Regions from separate parts of the Mus musculus genome. Here region 1 is linked to region 2. The links are chromatin contacts, called in public Hi-C maps. All regions are on one chromosome and are shown on one strand. The core of a region is the stretch at or near the end of the contact, and the rest is flanking DNA. Distances in the headings are between cores, read along the strand shown.

Region 1 (4,057 bases), core at 1,002-3,501, 1.3 Mb after region 2:
TGAGTAATGAGACACCGGAGAGTTTGGGGGTAAATTCACTACACTAACTATATTTTAAAAGGACCATTGTTCTATTTTTAAAGCTCTAACTCTTAGTGTTGCATTAGGCCTGCCACACAAAGATAACTCTGAGACGAGACACCAACTTGTCTTTCACGTAACTTTTCAGCTGGGGCCACGGCTCCCTGCGTGCCCGCCAGCGCCAGTGCTTAGAGCAGCCCTTCAGCCAGTGAGGCCACACAGCCTTTGGGCTTTCTCCCTCTCACAGCACAGTCTAGAGGATCCAGAAAGAAATCACAGCTTTTTCTGTATGTGTGTTGAGGAAACATTGCTGTAGCTACACTGGTGGCTGTGTGGGCCACACTATCAGAACTAAGAAGCATACGACCCAAAGATCATCTTCTATAGAAATTTTTAAAGAAAATGCTAACAGTTTCTAGAAGGGTGCCAAGTATTTCTATAACTTTTACTTAAGTGGTCACATAAATGCATTAAGTACTGAGAGAGAAGGAGGGAGGAAAGAACACAAGAGGCACAATTCTGGGGCAATGAGTGACACGGTTTCCTGTGTAGGAATAAGAACACCTGAAATCAACACCGAAGTTGGTCCCAGTCTCCTTACCTCAATTATCCACTAAGAGAGGAAAAGTCCCCTTAAAGCAAGGAAAAGCCACCGACTGATCTCTAAAGGAGCAAGAGCGAAGAACATATATTTTAAGAAATTGAAAAGCATAAACTCATACAGCCATAACAAAATACGGAATCCCAAGGCTGTAAAGTCTGCAAAGCGTTGTTGTTACATAACGCTGGAGAAGAAAGCCCACCGAGACATGTAACTTCTCTAGAGCGTGTGCTTTCCAACTGTAATGTGGCCCCTGCATGGGGGCATCTAGCAGGATTGCTACCAAGAAAGAAAATAAATTCTAGGTACATTTGCCCTAAGGTGATGGTGGTCTTACCTGCAGAAAATGGAAACAAACAGACTCGAAACTCTATGAGAAAGGTATCAGAAGGGTGTTCCTCTGAGTTAAAAACAAACCAGTGAATGAGTCTGTGTCCTTCCTGTCTTCTCTGCCTGTCACACACTCAAGCAGCAGTTCTTACAAAGGGTTCCTCACAGCTCCTCGTACGGGTAGGATAGGTTTCCTTTCCCACCAGAGTTTCTCAGCTAAGGAAACCAAAATCTGTGGCGTGGCCCCTGGGTAAGATGGATATCTATACAAAGTCAAAAATGATTATTTTAACAAGGAAACTCAAGTTATGTTTTTAATTTATAAATGCCTTCTATAATATTTGTTCTCTTGGCATTTTCTTTAAAAAGAAAACCAAGCAGCTTCTCATACTTCATCAGTTTAACACTGGAGCTCACGGCTCACGGCTGCCCAAACGCTACTTTAATCGGTTCCTGTCTCTTTAAAAAGCCTGCATAATTAATGACACTTTTAGTGCCATTCAAATAAATAAAAACCAGTATGGGTATATTCCACATGACAAGCTTATAGCTTTAAAAATCATTAAGAACTTGGCAATAATATTTTCAGCGAATTTTACTATTGCCTATCGATCCTAATGCACTTGACTTATCTGTAGAGATAAAACTTATCTTGACCTTGCTGAATACAAACAGCCCAGACTAAAACCTGTGATAGCCTCTGTGGGCGAAAAGGCAGCGATAACCATTACAAGACAATACAGGCAAGTCCCCACATTCAATACAAATGCTCCAACAAAAGGAAATTTTGCTTTATTTCCTCTTTGGTTATAAGAAATAAGAAAGCAATGGTTTTATGCCTTCAGATAAACAACATTCAGTTATTTTTTTTTCTAACCTACCTAGTATATTTTAAACAAACAGCAAAGCCTCTGTCTTAAGAAGTCCCATGAAGTACAAAGGAGCAGGGGACCAACAGGGAAGAAACTGAATGTCTTCCTTTGGGGACAGCTATAACATCAGAAAAACTCTGTGAAAAACAGCAGAATCCTTCCTTACCATAGCCTGAAATTTTCAGCTTTCACTTTAGTTAAACTCAAATATCCTGAAATGACACCTCCAGTGACTGAGGCCTGAAAGATAGTTCCAAGTGTTTCCCTTTATGTTATGATAGTGCCCTTACACAGGCTCACTCTTCTCAAATGTTAACACAGTGTTTTGTTTTGTTTTTTAAAATCAGATTGTAAAGAGCTAAATCCGAGTGGAATGGCCCAGCCTACTTCCCAAGCCTGCACAGCAGGCAGGCGGCTGGGTGCAGAGGGAGCTCACATGAACCCACTTTCACTTCTAGGCGCCTCTCTGCAGACAGAGCTACCTGTGCCACCTCTGGCCTTGTAACTAAAGTACTTCATGAAGTTAAAGAAAATTCTCAGGAAAATGCTGATTCCTTCATTCTACAAGGCTACTCATAGTGCTAAGATTTCTGATTCTCAACTAAATTTCTCTTGCAACTTTAAAGCACAAAATGAAATAATTTCAAAATATTAGTCATAAAGTTTCAGTTCCAAAACTGAGAAAAGACGTTATAGTTTGGCCTTGAAATCAATTTCTTTGATTTTAGACTACTTGGGGAGGCAAACCATAAAGCTTACGAAGTGTGGCCGGCCGGCCCGGGCGCTTGAACTCCAGGCTGGGACTCTCTAGTCTCACTGCCCTCCAGAGCCTGCAGAGGCCAGGCCATGAGTACACATTTAGTCACTCCAAATGACATTTATGAGAGTTAAGCAAGAGAGGCAGTTTCAGCCACCTTTCCACATCACTCTTTAGTGGTTTGATAACTGTATCGATGGCATATGATTTTAAGGAAGCACGAAAGGAAAAGTTATTAGCAAACTTGCTAAGGTGATCAGTAGCTTGCATCAGCAGAGCACTAGCACAGAATTAGCGGTCCTGCTACTACGCCAGGCACCCGAACACTCCTCTTGACCATGGCATATTAACTCCACTGGAACCAAGAATTTTAAACGTTCCCTACTGGATAATTAGCTCGTAGGGCCTAAATGAAACCTAAAGTAATTTTTATACATTTCCATCTCCAGCATTGCTTAGTGTAGAGAAAAAGCAACACAACTTCCTATATTTTAATAGAGGGCAGTTTAGGCACTTAGCTATAGATGGAACACAGACTTAAAAAAATGCCATCCACAAACAAACTCTGCCACAAAGAATACGGCTCAACTGCTAATTATACAGAGAACGGATTTTAATTACATAGAGAATATTGCTTTTAAAAACACTGCAAATTGCAAAGGCAGACAAGGAGTTAGGGAAGCAATACATTTCTCTTGCGTTACAACAGTGCCCTCTACTGGCAGTTATAGAACCCTGCAGACATAAAGTATGACATTTTTATAGGGGGGAAAGGCCAGGAAGAACAGAAATCTTAGCACTATGAGTAGCCTTGTAGAATGAAGGAAGCAGCATTTTCTGAGAATTTTCTTTAACTTCATGAAGTACTTTAGTTACAAGGCCAGAGGTGGCACAGGTAGCTCTGTCTGCAGAGAGGCGCCTAGAAGTGAAAGTGGGTTCTTGTGAGCTCCCTCTGCACCCAGCCGCCTGCTTGCTGTGCAGGCTTGGGAAGCAGGCTGGGCCATTCCACTCGGATTTAGCTCTTTACTCTGATTTTCTTTTAAAAAAAAAAAAAAAGGCCAGGAAATTGTGCTGCTTTTAATGTAAATGATGAAATCCAACTTGTGTCACGTTAAACCTAAACCAATGTTTAACTTGACATATGAAAAGCCTTCTGATGAAATTTGTAGTTTTAAAACAACTGAATTCAAAGAATGTTTCCAACTATATATCTAGTTAAAGACAAACCACATTTAAGTGATAAATAGATATTAGAAATACTTCAACATTTCTTGGTAAAAAATTCAGAGAGCTAAAGAAACTAAGATCTCCAATTAAATGTATGAATATTTTTCTTGGCATGCCATAAAAGTCACCACCCAACTCATTAACAACAGGTCTTCAACAACAAATTATTGAAACCAATTCAGAGCAGAGACAATATATGACTTTACTTATTATCTCTTGTAACTAGAAATATTTCTTTAACACAAAAAC
Region 2 (3,846 bases), core at 1,046-3,545:
AACTTGCAGGCTACCTCTTTAGAGACACAGTCTATGGCATTACTGTACCTTTTCCAAACTAGTTTAAAATTTCTTTTTACATATTGATTATTCCAGTTTCTGCTCTTCATGGATCCTGTGTCGATGCTACCACAACATCATCAGCTTTCTAAGAGTGTAAGAATGATTTTTCTCTTATTATTTGTTTCACAGTTTCATTCTTAATATAATAAACTAAGCGGACCCAAAGGATATACTCAGTAAATGTTTATTAAATGAATGAATAAATGAGGAAGCAAAGATATCCCACTGTCAGGGAAATGATAATATTGTGCTATTTATATATGAGTCTCAACATAATTGGTCCTGATACCAACAAAAGTGCAAAGAGTAAATCAGTTCTTGATAAATATTCACCATTTGTCAATAATTGTGTGGTATGATGAGAAATGAGTAAGTAAGAAATGTGTGTGATCTCTTCTGTACATATGCACGGACTCATGCATTTTGGTGTCTTCATGGGTCCTATACTTAAGGACTTATATACAACAGAAAACACACATGATGTAATGCAGACCAGCAGATCCCCAGTAACTTCTAAAATTAAAAAATATATAAATAAATAATAAAAGCTTATTTTCTGATTTTTTGAAAGAACCAGTGTCTCAGTTAAGCATTTGTGACACAGATTCAATCTTTCTGTTCACATTTATTTTGAAGATATTTCTCCTAAAATAATACTACTATTAATACTATCATTTCTAATACTACCCTGGATATATAAGTGACAAAGACAGAGGCAGCCTGACCAAAATGAGCTCAGAATCAAATACACTTGGGTTTCTAGAAACATTTTAATTTACTCGGTTATTATTTCGCACACATGCTTTATTGTGAGAGTTGCTCAGAGTGAAGGGTTCATGATTCTTTGCTCGCTCTCTCTCTCTCTCTCTCTCTCTCTCTCTTCTCTCTCTTTCTCTCTCTCTCTGTCTCTCTCTCTTCTCTCTTCTCTCTCTCTGTCTCTCTGTCTCTGTCTCTGTCTCTGTCTCTCTCTCTGTCTCTGTCTCTCTCTCTCTGTGTCTCTCTCTCTGTCTCTCTCTCTGTCTCTCTCTCTCTCTGTCTCTGTCTCTCTCTCTGTCTCTGTCTCTGTCTCTCTGTGTGTGTGTGTGTGTGTGTTGGTAAATGTGCATTTGTGCAAAGTGCATATGTCCTGGTCAGAGAACAACCTTCAGTCCTGAAGATCTTCTACTGTTTGCTTGAGATAAGGTCCTACAACAGCGTGGACTTCAGCATTTAGACCAGGTTAGGAGTCCCATGAGTGTCTTGGAAGTCCCTACTCTCCACCCCCCCAACTCTCAGAGCTGAGATTATAGATACAAGTCACGTCTCTTTATGTGGGTTTTGGGGATCTGAACTCATGCTTGCCAGGCAAGCCTTTACACCCTGAACTGTCCCCAGCAACCTCCTTTCTTTTATTGACTTTTGATTCCAAGGCACAGAAAACCTAAATAATTCTTACAGCAGTTTTCAGATATCAGATCCAAAGCTGGGCTGTATTCTTGTATGCTGCATCATATCTGAATTGGGTGTCAGCTGTACAATTTCTAAGTTCCTCCTCAATATTGATGTATTTACCAGGACGCCTATGTAAGGGAAACTCCTCTTCGATTTATGTTTAAACCCATTAGCATTTTTCATGTATGTAAATAGTGATTTCCAAATTATTTCATTTCTTCTTTTTATAGAATCTTTACCTGTTAGAGAAGCTCCATCATTCTAATTAGGCATGGCTATGATACTGTACACAAGCCACAAGCCTAAAAGTAGCATGAATGGAAATTAGGTATCCAAACCAGCACTTATGTATCTGTAGCTTGAAGGACACCCGGGCCACTTATGTAACAAAGGGTGAGAAAAACTGCTCCTCCTTTGGAGCTTTAATTTCAGTCAGGTTTGGGATCAGGCTTTGTTTGTTCCCTCCCGGGTCATTGTTGTAGGTGGTTTGTCTTGCCCTGTTCATCCGACGTCAGCTTTACAGTTTATTGCTCCAGTGATAAATTTTAATTTCTACTTATTTATTTTTGTTGTTGTTGTTCCTGGTGTATTTATTTTATTTGTTTCCACTGACTTGCAGACCAGGATGGCAATTGTTATATAGTAGTTTAGTTTTAAAAGAAATAAGACTGCTCAAGCAGCTAATACTGGAAGATGTATCACCAGCCTGAATAATTGTGACAACCATAGACCGTATCAGGGCCTGTTTGTTTGCACAATACCCTCCTGCATTAAGAAATCCGTCCCAGCTGTCTTGGGCTCCGGAGTCACCCATTTCATCACTTGACACTGCAGCAGATGTTATGGACTGATAACGGACCTCCCTTCATTCACTCCCCATCTAAGATTACCTCTAGAAAAAAAAAAACTAATACATTATAACCCTCCCAGCCATTTGTTAAAAAAAAAAATCAACAATATATTCTCCTCTTTAGCATTAAATGATTTTTTTCTTTCTTTCTCTTTAGATGCACACACTATATAAACATGAACATTTAACACATTTGTTGCATGGTTTTCGGTAGGCAAGACAAATCAGTGAAAGACAAGAATGTAATGATTTAATTGAATTACGGGCAGATCAGATTTAGAGTTGATGACTCCTGTCCCCATTATATTTGAAAGATGCTCTTTGCCTTTGGTGACAGACAGATGCCCTGTGTGCACAAGCTCATTTTAAATGAGGGTTTCTTTAATTCTGAAAAATCGAAGTAAGAGAGCTCAGCTAAGGGACTTAAGGGGAGAATAAAATCTGAATTAAGTTGAATGCATTTCTTAACTAATCATTAGAGTCTGCTCTTCAGTTGGGAAACTGGAGGATTTGAGTACATTTAACACAAAGAGGGCTGAACATTGATTAAAGATCACACAGGGGACAGTGAGGACTGACCACTGCTTAAAGACCATGCAGGAGGAGAGTGGGGACTTGCCATTGCTTAAAGATCATGACAAGCACAGGGAAAAATGGCCATTGCTTAAAGAACATGCCGGGGCAGTGAGGACTGGCCATTGCTTTAAAAAGTGAACACTTCTTGTAACCAGAATGCCTTAAGGAAACTGGGCATTAAAAACGAATAGACATATACAAACAACCTGTACATTAGATGAAAAAAAGGCTTTGTAAATGAAAACCATTACTCCACTGCGTGTGTTGCGGGAAAGTAAGGGGTGGAAACGTGTCTCAGGTAAAACTGCAGGTCATCTGTGGCATTTCATCATGAGTCACTGTTCCAGACCTTCAAGATTGCACCTTCAGGCAATTGTTTCCATCATTTTTTTCCTGCAGCCTTTTGACATAAAGGTAGACTCTCAATGACAACTGCCTGCTACAGAATTTAGTATATGCACACAGACACATCTGGCCACTGAGACCCATGCCGCTGAGATGCTCATGCTGTTTGGACCCATCCCATCTGCAGACACCAAACCCAGACACTATTACTGATGCCAAGAAGTGCTTGCTGAGAGGGGCCTGGAGTAGCTGTCTCCTGTAAGGCTCAGCCATAGCCTGACCAATACAGAAGCAGATGCTCATAGCCAAACATCGGATTGAGCACAGGGATCCCAATGGAGAAGTTAGGACAAGGACGGAAGAAGCTGAAGGGGTTTGCAGCCCCATAGGAAGAATAACAATATCAACTAATCAGACCCCCTCCCCTCAAGACCTCCCAGGGACTAACCCACAAACCAAAAAGTATACACGGGGAACCCATGGTTCCAGCTGACCATGTAGCAGAGGATAGCCTATCTGGCATCAATGGGAGAAGAGACCCTTGTTCCTGTGGAGGCTCCATGACTCAGCATAGGGTAATG

What was found. Hi-C and Micro-C count contacts between places; a contact is called where the count stands out from the background.
Region 1: a Hi-C map of the N1E-115 cell line shows a contact between it and region 2, with 4 times the contacts expected there. The contact joins two enhancer-like sites. A contact is called at or near these places in 2 of 39 promoter capture datasets (the 3T3-L1 cell line and hippocampal neurons) and 21 of 484 Hi-C or Micro-C datasets (3T3-L1-derived adipocytes, the AML12 cell line, B cells and 15 more).

What each region holds. Positions count from the first base shown.
Region 1 is chr2:10,007,185-10,011,241 of GRCm38.p6, forward strand. All of the region lies in intron 2 of Taf3 (TATA-box binding protein associated factor 3), which reads right to left. Among named protein-coding and RNA genes, the nearest start is that of Taf3, 39 kb to the right of the region's middle. Within about 2 kb of position 2,252, at least 26 of the 459 cell types and tissues checked have an H3K27ac peak or open chromatin away from gene starts, as enhancers often do. A contact at or near this core is called in the N1E-115 cell line, where this site is marked.
Region 2 is chr2:8,689,171-8,693,016 of GRCm38.p6, forward strand. No RefSeq gene overlaps it. Among named protein-coding and RNA genes, the nearest start is that of Gm30957, 260 kb to the right of the region's middle. Within about 2 kb of position 2,296, at least 6 of the 459 cell types and tissues checked have an H3K27ac peak or open chromatin away from gene starts, as enhancers often do. A contact at or near this core is called in the N1E-115 cell line, where this site is marked.